2 separate regions of the Mus musculus genome follow, and region 1 is linked to region 2. The links are chromatin contacts, called in public Hi-C maps. All regions are on one chromosome and are shown on one strand. Each heading gives the region's core, a stretch centred on a gene start, on an enhancer-like site or on the middle of the called end of the contact. The rest is flanking DNA. Distances are from core to core; before and after follow the strand shown.

Evidence for each region. Hi-C and Micro-C count contacts between places; a contact is called where the count stands out from the background.
Region 1: a Hi-C map of cortical neurons shows a contact between it and region 2, with 3 times the contacts expected there. The contact joins two enhancer-like sites. A contact is called at or near these places in 1 of 39 promoter capture datasets (hippocampal neurons), 5 of 484 Hi-C or Micro-C datasets (the HL-1 cell line, cardiomyocytes, cortical neurons and 1 more) and 2 of 115 datasets of contacts at active chromatin or transcription factors (cardiomyocytes and neural progenitor cells).

What each region holds. Positions count from the first base shown.
Region 1 is chr3:85,365,827-85,372,508 of GRCm38.p6, forward strand. No RefSeq gene overlaps it. Among named protein-coding and RNA genes, the nearest start is that of Gm52637, 17 kb to the right of the region's middle. Within about 2 kb of position 3,760, at least 59 of the 459 cell types and tissues checked have an H3K27ac peak or open chromatin away from gene starts, as enhancers often do. A contact at or near this core is called in cortical neurons and hippocampal neurons, where this site is marked.
Region 2 is chr3:85,262,052-85,268,804 of GRCm38.p6, forward strand. No RefSeq gene overlaps it. Among named protein-coding and RNA genes, the nearest start is that of 1700036G14Rik, 52 kb to the right of the region's middle. Within about 2 kb of position 3,135, at least 15 of the 459 cell types and tissues checked have an H3K27ac peak or open chromatin away from gene starts, as enhancers often do. A contact at or near this core is called in cortical neurons and hippocampal neurons, where this site is marked.

The DNA.
Region 1 (6,682 bases), core at 2,510-5,009, 100 kb after region 2:
CCCTTTTGCCCCAGTGGAAACCTGATCCTTTTGCTGTTGTTTTAACTTTTAAAAAATATTTGTTTATTTTATGTGTATGAGTATTTTGTTCATACCTGCATATATGTGCACCATGTGTTTGTTTTGTGCACTCAGAGGCCAGAAGAGGATGTCCGAAGCTCTAGAACTGAAATTCAAATGGTTGTGAGCTATCATCTGGATGCTGGGAGCAGAATCCAGGTCCTTCACAAGGGCAGTGAGTGTTCTTAACCACGAGCCATCTCCCAAGCCCCAGAAACACGACTCTTCACACGGGTTCTGTTTGTTTCACCATCAAACACATCCATCGCACACAGGAGAATCAGTGGCCCTTCAAGACCTCAGCACCCTCTTCAGTGTTCCCTTCACAGACTGTGTAATCATTGGGCTGCTATTATTATTGAATTGGTTTTGTCACTATAGAAACACTGACCTCACCCACATCCCTTTCTATGACCTGAAGATAGTCCACACTGCAAGTTCCTGTCACCTTGTGTCCCTCATGCCCCACATCCTTCTTTGACTCTACTCCTGTTCTTTTCATCTTGCACGGCTATCTTCCTAGTTGACCTTTGAACCCTGTGAATGGTCTTTGTGCCTTACTCAAGAATGCTCGCCCACCTTAGTTCAGTTCTAACATTTTTAAGAAGTGGGAAATCATATTTCAATACAACCACAAAAGTTCATGCACAACATAAATGCTGAGTACTACATTCCAGAAAATGCATTAAAACAAAACAATTAAAAATTATCAAATTGATAAGCAAAAATATCTTTTAACCTTGTTACTGAGACAGTAAATTATTTGTTTTGATAAATATTCTAATAGTGTGTGAACATGTACACACGTTTGTGCAGACTCGTGTGTGTGTGTGTGTGTGTGTGTGTGTGTGTGTGTGTGTATTTTATTAAATGGAAGAGTCATCTTTAGTTCATGTGATGCTGGGGCTTGATCTCAGGGCCTGGCTCATGCTAGAAAGCACTTTCCCACTGAGCTATATCACCTCAGCCTTCCTTCAACTTTGGAATCAAGTCAGGGCTTCGCTAAGTTGTCCAGGTTGGCCTTGAACTTGCAATCCTCCCACCTCAGTCTCCTGAGTGGCTATGCCTTCAGGCCTGTGCCACCAGGTGCTGTAAACAACACTATTTATAGCTATGTTTTTCTCTCTGCTAAATAATATATTGGAGATGCTTTTCCATGTTGTTGATCTTTTATATTATAAGAAATGACTGCATAATATTCCAATTCAGCAACATTTATTACTTATTCAACAAAGGTCTTACTCATCTCTGATGGCTACTGTTATGCCTGAATACATGCCAATATAAAGAACTAGCTCTAGGAGAGTTAATGGATCAAGGAGTGTGCATAATACTGAGACCACATGACTGAAATCGCAAGTCTGATCTGCTGGGAGGATTGAGAACTAAGGTTAGAGGAAATCCCAGAGAAAATGTGGCCTGTAATGAAGACTGAACAAAGCATCATTGGTGAAGGGGTCATACTTTACTGAGGTATAGGGTATTGCTTTGGCAGCAAACAAAACCAAGTGGGAGAGTGGGGTCCATGGGGCAGTTCAGAAATCTGCTCAGCCTCCTTTGGATGGCTCTGTCCTTCTCCATACAGCTCCTGTATGTTCCACACAGGAAAGTTTTCTAAGCTGAAGAACAGGATCTTGCCAGAGGGAGAGAAGGAAGAGAAGGGGAAAAAAACATGGAAAGAGGAAAGAGAGGACTTATTGAAAGAAGATTGTTTTTGAAGGAAGGATTGCTAGCTCATAGGTTCCATTGGTGTGATATCTCTGCAGCCACCAACCTCATGACCCTTGAAAGACAAATGTAAAACATCTATACCAACATGTTTGTCTCCTCTGTGACTAGCCAAGTGAGGATGTTGTCCCAGTTGCTTTGACATCACACTGAAATAGTAGCTTAGTACAAATATAGATGGCTGAGAACTTTCAGAACTGTCCATAAATAGTGTGGGGGAAGGACTTTGAGACTGTATCCAGTGATGCCATTTCAATCACAACGCTAGGAAACCAACAGTAAGAAGCATCAACCATTGTCTCAAATAACCATGGAATGTATCTTCAGTTCTGGGCTTATGTATAGCAAGTGGAGGTGACCCTGCAGCCCAGAACAAACACAGTGTACATTCACATAGGAAGGAGAGAAGGCAAAAGAGAGACTAAGGACAGAAAAGAAAGAGAGGGGCAGAGCAGACAGAAGTGAAAGGAGAGAGAAAAGACACAGCTTCATCGCCTCAGAAGCACGAGAGGAGTGACTTGGGTACCATTGTGAGGACTTCCTGGACAAGGGGTCCTGGAAATTCTTCATCCACTTCCACGTCTGTTTCATAGCAAGGGGTGTGGAGTTTCTAAACAGTCTGCATCATATCTGACCCTTCTAATTCTGCCCCCTTCTGCAGGTACTTGGACTGGTCTCCCAGGAAGAACGTGGGGAGTCTTAGGATATTTGATAGACTAATCTTTAATGAACCAACAATGTATCATCAACACTGTAGAAACATACTTGTACAAAGTCCTGTCATGGAGAGCGCCATGTCACTTCAAGGACTAGGTTCTAACAAGATCTGCATAAAGAATCTCTGGTATCCATGCTTTCTGAGTGCCTGCTTCTGCACGGATCTGGGCAAGATCATAAGCCCTGCTTACATCATTGTCACCCAGGATGGAGGGTGGTTTCAATTGACAGCAGAGACTGGCAGGAGCCTGGAAAAGTACAATAATATTCGAAGTTGCCTTCAGTCTTATTTTTATTTGGGCTAATTTGCATGACTGGTGGATGCCAAATGAAGATATTTTTCCTTCTCCTTGGAATAGCTTCATTTTAAAATATCGTTCTTTTCAAAGTGCCCAAATATTACTGTGGTGAATAACGAGCAGACGGGAAGTGGGAAGGGTGGGGCAGGTTCAAATGCTTTATGCTCGGCAGAATAACTTAGCTTTTCAGATTTCTAGCCTCCCTCTGTTCTGCTCATCTGAGGGCACCATGCCCTCCATTCCGTGGAGATGCAGCCACCCAAGAGCCCCATCAAACTCCATCGACCTCCTACACGCAGCCTATTCGAAGGGCGTATGGCAGCTGCCCCTCTGCAGGATTAGCATGACTCACTCTATAAGCGAGGGAAAGCTTCCAGGCTGTGGGACTTTGCTACTTGCAACTCTGCCGGAAGCATCCATCACTCTGCAGCGAGGGAGAAAAACAACCCAATGTCTCATCGAGTCATAGACACTCTGAAAATGGAGTTGCAAGGAGGTTTGTTTTTTTATCCCTTTTGGAGCAGGCACTATCAGGAAGCCACCGACAGTTAAATGTTTGACTAATTTGAGCGCACAGCTTTTTTTTTTGTTAAGAGAAAAGAGTGTATCTGTCTGGTTTCCAGAATGGTAGGTGCCATATTGCAGAGTTCCACTGTTATTTCCCCAGCCCTAGTGAGCTGCTGTCTCTCCCTCCTCTACCCAAAGCTGCACCACCCTCCCAGGCCCTTGTAAAATGTCAGCAGTTCTTCCAGGAAGCCTCGCCCCTGTACCAGTTCATCTCACCGCTAAACAATTTAGAGATTAATAATGTAGCAACAGGAGAGAGATTAAAAAGCCATCTGGTGAGCAAGCCCAGGCACAGCTTAAAATACCTACAGCACCAGAAAGAGATGAGTGCTCAGAGAGCAAGGCTTGGGGTCAGAGCGCTCTGAACTCAGTGTCTAAACCTTGGACTTACTAGCTGTGTTCATTTGGGGTGGTCACTTAACCTTGTCCTGCGGGTCAGGGGATAATACTCATCCCTCTCTCAGAGGACTTTAGAAATGAATTTATTGTCGTTGCAAACAGGCTAATGCAAATGGCATAAGCACGTTAATCCTGCAGCAGGGATTGACCATCGTCCATCCTTGGGGAATACCACCAGCTTCGGGGCTGTTAGAGTGAGACTGACAATGTGCTGGGCAATCCCCTCACATCTGCCTATAGAGATCGGCAGATGCCAGGGTCTAGACAAAAAGCTTCACTGTCTCTGACCCTCATTGGCTCTGGGAGTCGGAGCTCACAACATTTCAAGAGTATCTTCTTTCATTCACCAAACACTTGTGCTTTATGTACCGGGGCGCTCATCTTGGAGACAAGCCTCCTTACCCTCAAGGAGTCAGAAAATAGATGACATATTAGAGGCGTAGAGAGCACGCTCCCAGTCACGTGATGGCGTTGAGAGCACGCTCCCAGTGACATAATGGCAAAGAGAGCACACCCCCCCCCCCCCCCCAGTGACGTGATGGCAGGAAGGTCCAACTGAGATGAGGGCCGAGTGAAGGCCAGAGGGAAGGAGGAAACAGGCAGTGGAGGCAAGTTGGGGCATGATGATACCTCCTCTTCTTGCAGCTCTGGGCCTCCAAAGTCAGCAGAGGGAAAGCGACACATGCTTTCCAAGGGGATCAGAGACTGGCTCCTGCCTAACCCAGGGCTGAGAAGTGGCCCCATCGGATACGGTAGCCAGGCAGGTAGTGGCAGGATCAATTAGAATTCACCAAAAGTTCTATGGAACAGGAAGCGGCACCCAGAGAGTGACACGGCGGGGTCTGAAGAAGGGCAGAGAGACCCTGGTCACTCTTTGGAGAGGGGACATTTATCCCTCGGTAGCTCTGATGATGTGCAGAAAGCCACAGATGATGGTTGTGAAGATGAAGAGTCCGCAGGGACTCTGCCTTCTCTTGGGAAGCACCCTCTCGAGCACCCGGGGGACCCAGGGCTTCTGGCAGCTCTGAAACTCAAAGGGAATCGCTCAGTTGCTGGTGCTCCGTTCTCTTCTGACTTCTCCCAGCAAGGGTGGTTCAGAGAGCAGTGTCTCGGTTCTTGTATTTATTGGGTTTATCTTTAACCCGAAGACCTGTGAACATCCTGAAGGCACGGACCAAATTCTTAGACCCAGATTGCCCACTACGGTTTCCTTAAGGGTAAGTAATACTCACCAACGGTTCCCTTTACCATGAACCATTGTCCCTGGTCCCTCTGGGCACCAACTCGTTCAGTTAGTTGTTAGTTCTGCCACTCAGTGAGGTGGAACATTTTTTTTTCCAGATGAGAAACAGGCACAGAAAGCATAGACACTTCAACTGAGGATACTTGGTAAATGGGAATTAGTCTCTAGAGCAGTGTTTCTCAACCTGTGGGTCTCAACCCATTGGGGGTAGGGCTGTCACGTATCAGACATTCTGCACACCAGATATTTACATGGTTATTCATAACAGCAGCAAAATATCAGTTATGAAGTAGCAATGAAATAATTTTATGGTTGGGGGTAACCACAACATGAGGAGCTATATTAAAGGGCTGCAGTATCAGGAAGGTTGAGAGCCACTGCTCTAGAGGAACAGCTGCAGGCTGAACTTCAATTTCTGAAGCCCTGACCCCCAGGATCTAAGAATGGGACTGTAGTTGGTGGCAGGGTCTTTAAAGAGGCAAGTCAGTTAGTAAAGTCATTACTGAAGCCCCTGATCTGGAGGCCAGCATCCTTACGAGAAATTTGGATATATATAAAGAGAAGATGTAATGACAGAAAAAAAGTAGTCATCTGTAAACCAAATTCCTCCTCAGAAGGAGCCATCCTGGTTCAACCTGGATTCCGGGCTTCTGCTTCAGGACTGTGAAGAGGTAAATTCATGTTGCTTTTATCTCCCAAGTCTGTGGAATTTTGCCAGCCAGCCCTAGAAAATGAATTCAGTCAGCGAACAAATGCTGGGCAATGATAGGGAGACTGCTTTCTTTCTGAACACTCAAAAGTGACCCAACCATGCCTCCTAGGTCAGTGTGGGGGCAGAGGGTAGGACATCTTGCTCCTCCTCATTAGCACTGCTCAATGAAATGTCCAGAGCTTCCTAGGGGTGGAGGAGGCCCCACCAGGAGACAAAAAACGGTATTAGAGTTTAAAACAAAAACAAGTGATCAGGCAAACAAGGAAAAGAGGCTGCTGCCCAGCGAAGGAAGACAGGGGAGAGAAAGAAAGGCAAGCTGTTGGACCTCAAGTTTTCTGTCGAGCAGTGGACTGAGCCACGTGGAGCACAGGCAGCCTCAGCTTCAGAAACGAGTCGGAGAGCTCAACGTGTTAAAGAAGAACATGCCCAAGTTCAAGCTGGTATCAGAAGAGAAGAAAAGAAAAGGTTATCCCAATCTGAGACTGGACTCAAAGGCAGGCAGTCCAGGTTTCTGGGGAGAAAAAGAACATTATTTCAGTAAAGAGATAATTATTCCACGTATCCCTGAATGCTTCCTAAAGGGCTTAGCCAGGCGATTGACTAGCCCAACTAGATAGAATGTTCACCTCTACTCAGCCAAAGATCCCATTGTCTTGACCGGAAGAAAAACCCTTCCCCTTAGTGAGCCTTTGATGCTATTGCAACAGTGAGAATCTAAAGGTGGCTAGGAGTGCATTCCACTCTCTGCAGACTAATCATGAAAATACAGTTAGGCCTCTGAATACACAGAATCTATAACCCTAGGTCAACCAGCCAGGGTGGAAAAAATGTTAAATGACAATTGTGCTGAGCATGAACAGACTATTCTTCCTTGTCATTACCCCACAACAATACAACTATGTATATCACACTCACAATATATTTAGGAATTATCAGTAATCTACAGATAGTTCAAAT
Region 2 (6,753 bases), core at 1,885-4,384:
AAAATTGAAGACCCAGAAATGAACCCCCACACACATCTATGGTCACTTGATCTTTGACAAAGAGCTAAAGCCATCCAGTGGAAAAAAGACAGCATTTTTAACAAAAGGGGCTGGCTCAACTGGCAGTTAGCATGTAGAAGAATGCGAATTGATCCATTCTTATCTCCTTGTACAAAGCTCAAGTCTAAGTGGATCAAGGAACTCCACATAAAACCAGAGACACTGAAACTTATGGAGGAGAAAGTGGGGAAAAGCCTTGAAGATATAGACACAGAGGAAAAATTCCTGAACAGAACAGCAATGACTTGTGCTGTACGATCAAGAATCAACAAATGGGACCTCATAAAATTACAAAGCTTCTGTAAGGCAAAAGACACTGTCAATAAAACAAAAAGGCCACCAACAGATTGGGAAAGGGTCTTTACAAATCCTTAATCAGTTAGGGGACTAGTATCCAATATATACAAAGAACTCAAGAAGCTGGATTCCAAAAAATCAAATAACCCCATTAAAAATGGTGCACAGAGCTAAACAAAGAATTCTCATCTGAGGAATACTGAATGGCTGAGAAGCACCTGAAAAAAATGTTCAGCATCCTTAATCATCAGGGAAACACAAATGAAAACAACCCTGAGATTCCACTTCACACCAGTCAGGACGGCTAAGATTTAAAAACTTAGGTGACAGCAGATGCTGGTGAGGATGTGGAGAAAGAGGAACACTACTCCATTGCTGGTGGGATTACAAGCTGGTTCAACCACTCTGGAAATCAGTTTGGTGTGGTTCCTCAGAAAATTGGACATAGTTCTACCAGAAGATCCAACAATACCACTCCTGGGCATACACCCAGAAGATGTTCCTACTTGTAATAAGGACACATGCTTTACTATATTCATAGCAGACTTATTTATAATAGCAAGAAGCTGGAAAGAACCCTGATGTCTATCAACAGAGAAATGGATACAGAAAATGTAGTACATTTACACAATGGAGTATTACTCAGGTATTAAAAACAATGGATTCATGAAATTCTTAGACAAATGGATGGATCTGGAGGATATCATACTAAGTGAGGTAACCCAATCACAAAAGGACACACATGATATGCACTCACTGATAAGTGGATATTAGCCCAGAAACGTAGAATACCCAAGACTAGCTAGTACTTTCAATGCTATAATATGAATTGGAGAGCATCTGGCATAAACCCTGGCTGCCATATTGAGATTGCCTTCTGGTTCTGATTGGTTCCCTGCACATTTCTACAGGAGTGAGGGATAAAAAGGGTCACTAGTGAAAGAAATGATAAAGCAAGTTCAAGGCCATAGGAATTGTCTCCTAGAGGGAGTGGGGAGAGAGAAACGGGTGGGAGGCCTCCATTAATCAGAGACCAGGAAGAAATCCTCAAAAATTAAAAACTGTACGATGAAGGGCTGGAGAAATGGCTCAGTGGACAGGAACACCCGCTGCTCTTCCAGAGAACTCCAGTTTGGGTCCCAGCACCTTATCAGTTTGGCTCACAGCTGCCTATACTTCCAGCTCAAGTGGAGCCAAAGTACCTATCCTCTGTGAACACCTGCAGTTATGTACGTATACACACACACACACACACACACACACACACACACACACACACACCATAATTAAAAATAATACAAATCATTTCAAAATTATGATTGAAAACTTAGGAAAGCAATAGAAATGATGGAATATAGAGGCGAGAAAGAACTTTCAGAGCACACAGGGAAAAGAAGACGGTGGAAAGAGAATGGAGAGACGCTCAACAATTAATCCTGGCACTGGCTATTAGGAATTCCAAAGAGAGAAGGCATAAAAACCAATGGGAATCTAAACCAGAGGGAATAGGGAAGAAAGGAGGCTGGAAGCTTTCGGAACACCAACCTACCAAACCCTCATCAAGGAAGTCCAGTCTGATGTACTGTGGAGTTTCAGAATCGGAGGACAGAAGGAGGACAGAAGGAGGACAGAAGGAGGACAGAAGGAGGACAGAAGACTCCAAGTGTCGAAAGAGAAGAAGCAGTAAGGCCCTGGAAGGAAAGAGAATCCATAATAACAGCGTGCAGGAGGGTTGCCTTTGAAAGTCCCCAGAAGAGAACATTTGAAAACTAGAATGTTCTATCGAACCAAACAACAAGCGTTGAAAGGTAAGCATATGGGAGGGTCAGACCCCAATGGTTAAGAAAGAGTCTTATGTGTGGTTTCCTTCTCAAGAAGCTCAGTGCACAGAGTCCAGAAAAACAAATGAAAACTCCCAGGAAAGGAAAGCCTTTTTAATATAAGATGGGATTAAGCTCACCCAGGAAATTCCTGGATGCCGGTTGTCAGCTAGCAGAGATGTGTTTGAATTAAAGCAGACTATCAGCAGATTACAAGAGGATTACTTTTTAAGAGGACTGGACTCCGTTCCTAGAAATAAGTGGACATGAATAAAAGTTCTGGAGATAAAGAAAAAAAAAATCTATCAACAAGGGGGGAGAAGAAGCAATCAGAAACTCCAGGTAAAACAGAAAGTTCTACAACTAAGTCCTAATCCAAATAGTAACTAAAATGAAGCCTTACACAGAGCACCCACATGAGTGTGAGGAAGGCTGTGCTTGACGCTAAGGACAGTTTGCTGTGAGTGGCACGCAGGTCGTGACATTGGAACTGGGAAGCAGCCATGGAATCATGGTCCTATCGCTACTTGCTGTGTAATCAACAATATTTACATAGCTGTGATGGAGTAAGCAGTGTGCTCTGGCTTTCAGTTTTTAGAATGTGCCTATAAACAAAGCCGGGGAAATTTTACTGTGGTCACAGAGTAGGTAGGGCTTGGAGGGAAAGAAGAGAAGAGGAAACACAGACACCACACTCTCGTCTTGCAGGAAAATAAGTCAGAGGTATCATTGACTGTTGATGGGGTAGAATTTAAAGGGTTTTCTATCATTACTGCAGCCACAGAGAAAGAAAACTGTCTCTCTCTTTCTTCAAAGACTTTGAAAACCTTGGAGGGAGTGGGAGCCATGAATCACAACTTCTCCATGGATGGAAGCAGAGAGCTGATGTCTGCTAAGGTGGGTGATCAAGACACAGCAGCATAAACATACCATTTGGAGATGAGAAAAAACCCACAAGAACTAAAAACAGCAACTAATTACAAGGCTGTCATCTGTGGGGAAACATAATGAGGGTGGGACTGGGTGCAGGGGAGTGCTCTTTACATTATAAAGAACACAATCTATTCTCGGGGTAGTTACTGCTTTAATCGATTTGAATGTGAGTTCTAGAAAGGTATTTCACTGTCATGTCATAAAAATAACATAATGACAAAATACATAAATTATCCAGGACAGGGAGTGGGGATAGAAAAAGTGAATTAGCTCACACCATCGAGTTCTGGCTGATGAACGACATTAAGCACATGGCTCACAGGGACTTCCTTGGGCAGGATGGTGGGAGGGTGACTGGTGGGCAGTGGACCACTATGCAAATGTGCTGTGTCTCTTCACCTGTGTCCTTTGCCTGCATCTGCCCCAGCAAGTACTCAGTTACTTCCAATCCTCTGATAGAGCTTGATGAAATTTAAATAAAAATGGAACTAGCCTGAAACTAGGCCATCTGACAGACAAATGTATGATGCACATGTTTGGACTGTGTTCAGTGTCATCTCTGCAAAAGATATTGAAACATGTGCTAATATTTTGAATGAGCAGGAGGCTTTTTCTCTAGCAAAATGAGTAGTCCATTTGCCAAATGTGTTTAGACCCATTGAGCTTGGACTGTGCTCTCTGGATGTGTCTTTGGCCCATCCCACCACAAGGATCTAGTTCTATGGAGCAGAGACAGACATCAGGCCCCTGAAGGTCCTGCCCCAGGATCCTCTTGGGCCTGGTTCTCATCATCCTTTGTCTTAAGCCTCTGGATCCTTCATGATTCTTTTGAAGCCTATTTTTATCCTCTTGTCTGGTTTGGTGACCTCAACCCTCCCCCCTCCTCCCAGAGCTACAGATTCCTAGGTCTGGGGCTACAGCTCAGTGCTAGAACACTTGCCTAGCATGCATAAGGTCCTGAGCGGGACCCCTAGTACTGCAAACAAGCAAACTACTTGTCCTTTATGAGTGATTGTGAACATACTGGGGTAGCTGCTGGGCTATGGCTGTTTGAAAACACTCTATCTCTGCCCTCTGAGGACTTACCATGCAGAGACCTTCCTTTACTGCATACTGAACCTAGGTAAGGAGCCGAAGTACCTCACTCAGCCCTGTACAACACACCAACCAAATCTGTTTACTGCCTGGAGAAGACAAGCCATGACAGTCGGTAGTTGCATTCTTCATTTCCCCTTAGGTGGTTCTGCCTATCAAATGAAACCATTTCTATCTTTGACAAAGCATCTTGCCTTAATACATTACTCCTTGGTTAAATAAGAAGGATTAGAATATTGAACTATCTACTGCAAGTGTTGGAGCCTGATAAAAAGACTATAACCAGGGAATGTAAATCAAAGAGCTATAGACCATATCCATAGCCAAGAAGCCATTACGGAAGAAATACGCATCTCTTTCTGGGGTATAACATGCATTCATCTAGTTGAGAGTTGGTAAAATAGTAGAGACCAATAATGTCAAGCTCAGGGCCGACGGGGACCAGGCTGAAGAAGGTCTTTCTGGCTTCTCCTCGGAGACTACGTGGGAAGGACCTTGTTGTAGCTTTGGACATGGGGTTTGATCTCCATCAGATAAGCTTAAAGGGAAGTTATCCTTGCCAGAAAGTGAGAGAAAGTCTAAATTGCAGACAGGGTGCTACGGACTGTGCAGGAGTAGGGGGTGACACGGGACACTGACTGAGACCTCTATCCAGTCCTTTCAGGTTCTTGTCACTGTCATAAAAAATATTTAGGAACAGATGAAGTAAGCAATCAGGCAGGAGTTTTACTGTGGAGTAAAGGTGTTCACAGTGAGTGTGGAGGTGGGTGTGCACCTTCCGGGTTTCAATGGCTTTGAATGGTTCCTTTTAAGGACAAACTTGAATGGTGGACCAGATTATTTATGAGTTAAGATATGGGGTGTGTGTGTGTGTGTGTGTTTTCACACATTTCAGGAATTTTTTGAAATAAAGACTGTTCTCCAATTTGCTCTGCCCCACTTTGCTGTTCTGATAAAGCTGCTTTGGGGGAGAGGGAGTTTGTTTCATTGATGTGTCATGGCATCAGGGGTATGATGGGAACAGTTGTTTCTGAAGGCTATTAGTGGGCATGCCATTACAATGAAGCAAAGGCAAGTGAGCAGTGGTACTCCCAATCAGCCATGTTGGTTCCAGCTGGTTTGGAGTGGTCTTAGGGCCTGTTTGAGTGGTCACATGATGTCCAGCTGTGGTATGCTCTGAGCATGCTTCAGCTACCAGTCACCATGAAGACTGTCCCCTCTTTCTTTTTCTTCTGCTTACCTAAGCTACTTCAGGCAGAGTGGTTTCTGACCATCAGTGGGTACAGAGGACAGTGCACCTGGTATTTATCTAGCATCGTACGAATCCTAACAGGAAGCTGGGTGTTTTGAAGATTGCTCCTGAGGAATCTCACCGTCGCTATTAGAAGCACTCAGAGATGAGGAATGATCTGGTTAAGGGACTCCTGTTCCTTGAGGAGCAGAATTTGTGATGTCTGTGCATGCAAAGAATCCATGACTGAATGAGAATCTGGTGCACACAAACAAAAATGGCTTAATGTCTCCGTGTGTGCAGACACTAGTCTGGTGAATAAGCACAGATAATCTGAACATATTGTCCTGTTGATAATAACTAGAATCATGTGGAGACAAGGGCATAAAAACATAATCATGCAGTAACAATACACTGTATGTATTAAGAGAATTTTCAAATAATTAATTAAAATATTATAAACATTTACAATACAACCATAGCTTTCTCTCTGCATAACCCACTTTGGTTACGTTTCTAGAGATCTCAACTTCTCTTCAGGGCATGTAACTCAATTTATGGTTGTATTTCTATGTGTAGTGCTTTTTTCGTATTTTATGTCTGTCTCTCCCAGTAGATTATCAGCTCTGTGAGAACAAGCATAGCTTCAGGTTTTCTCAGAAGTAATATCTCTGACTCCTAGTAGAGCACCTCACGCACCATAAAAGTTCTAGAAAACTTCAAACCAATGAATGAGGTAGTGGAGATATGATAGGAAATTATCCGGAGAAGGCAGTGGCAGGTAAAGTGTCACATGAAGCAGCCTCCGGTAACCTCTCCAACCCTACAGTCACCATAGAAACTTCACCAGTGTGGTACTCACCAGTGTGGGGCCATGTGGGAGTCAGTAGTTCTCTCCTTCCACCATGTGGGTCCTGGGGACAAACTTAAGCCAATCAGCCTTGAAAGCAATTATCTATCCCCACTGAGATATCTTGCCGGATATTTTTTTTTCCTTTTGAGTATTTTGTTTTTTCAAATCTTTTATTAGGTATTTTCTTCAATTACATTTCAAACGCTATTCCTATAGTCCCCCATACCCCCCTGCTCCCCTACCCACCCACTCCCACTTCTTGGCCCTGGTGTTCCCCTGTACTGGGGCATAAAAAGTTTGCAAGACCAAGGGGCCTCTCTTCCCAGTGATGGCTGACTAGGCCATCATCTGCTACTTATGCAGCTAGAGACACGAGCTCTGGGGGTACTGATTAGTTCATATTGTTGTTCCACCTATAGGGTTGCAGACCCCTTTAGCTCCTTGGGTACTTTCTTTAGCTCCTC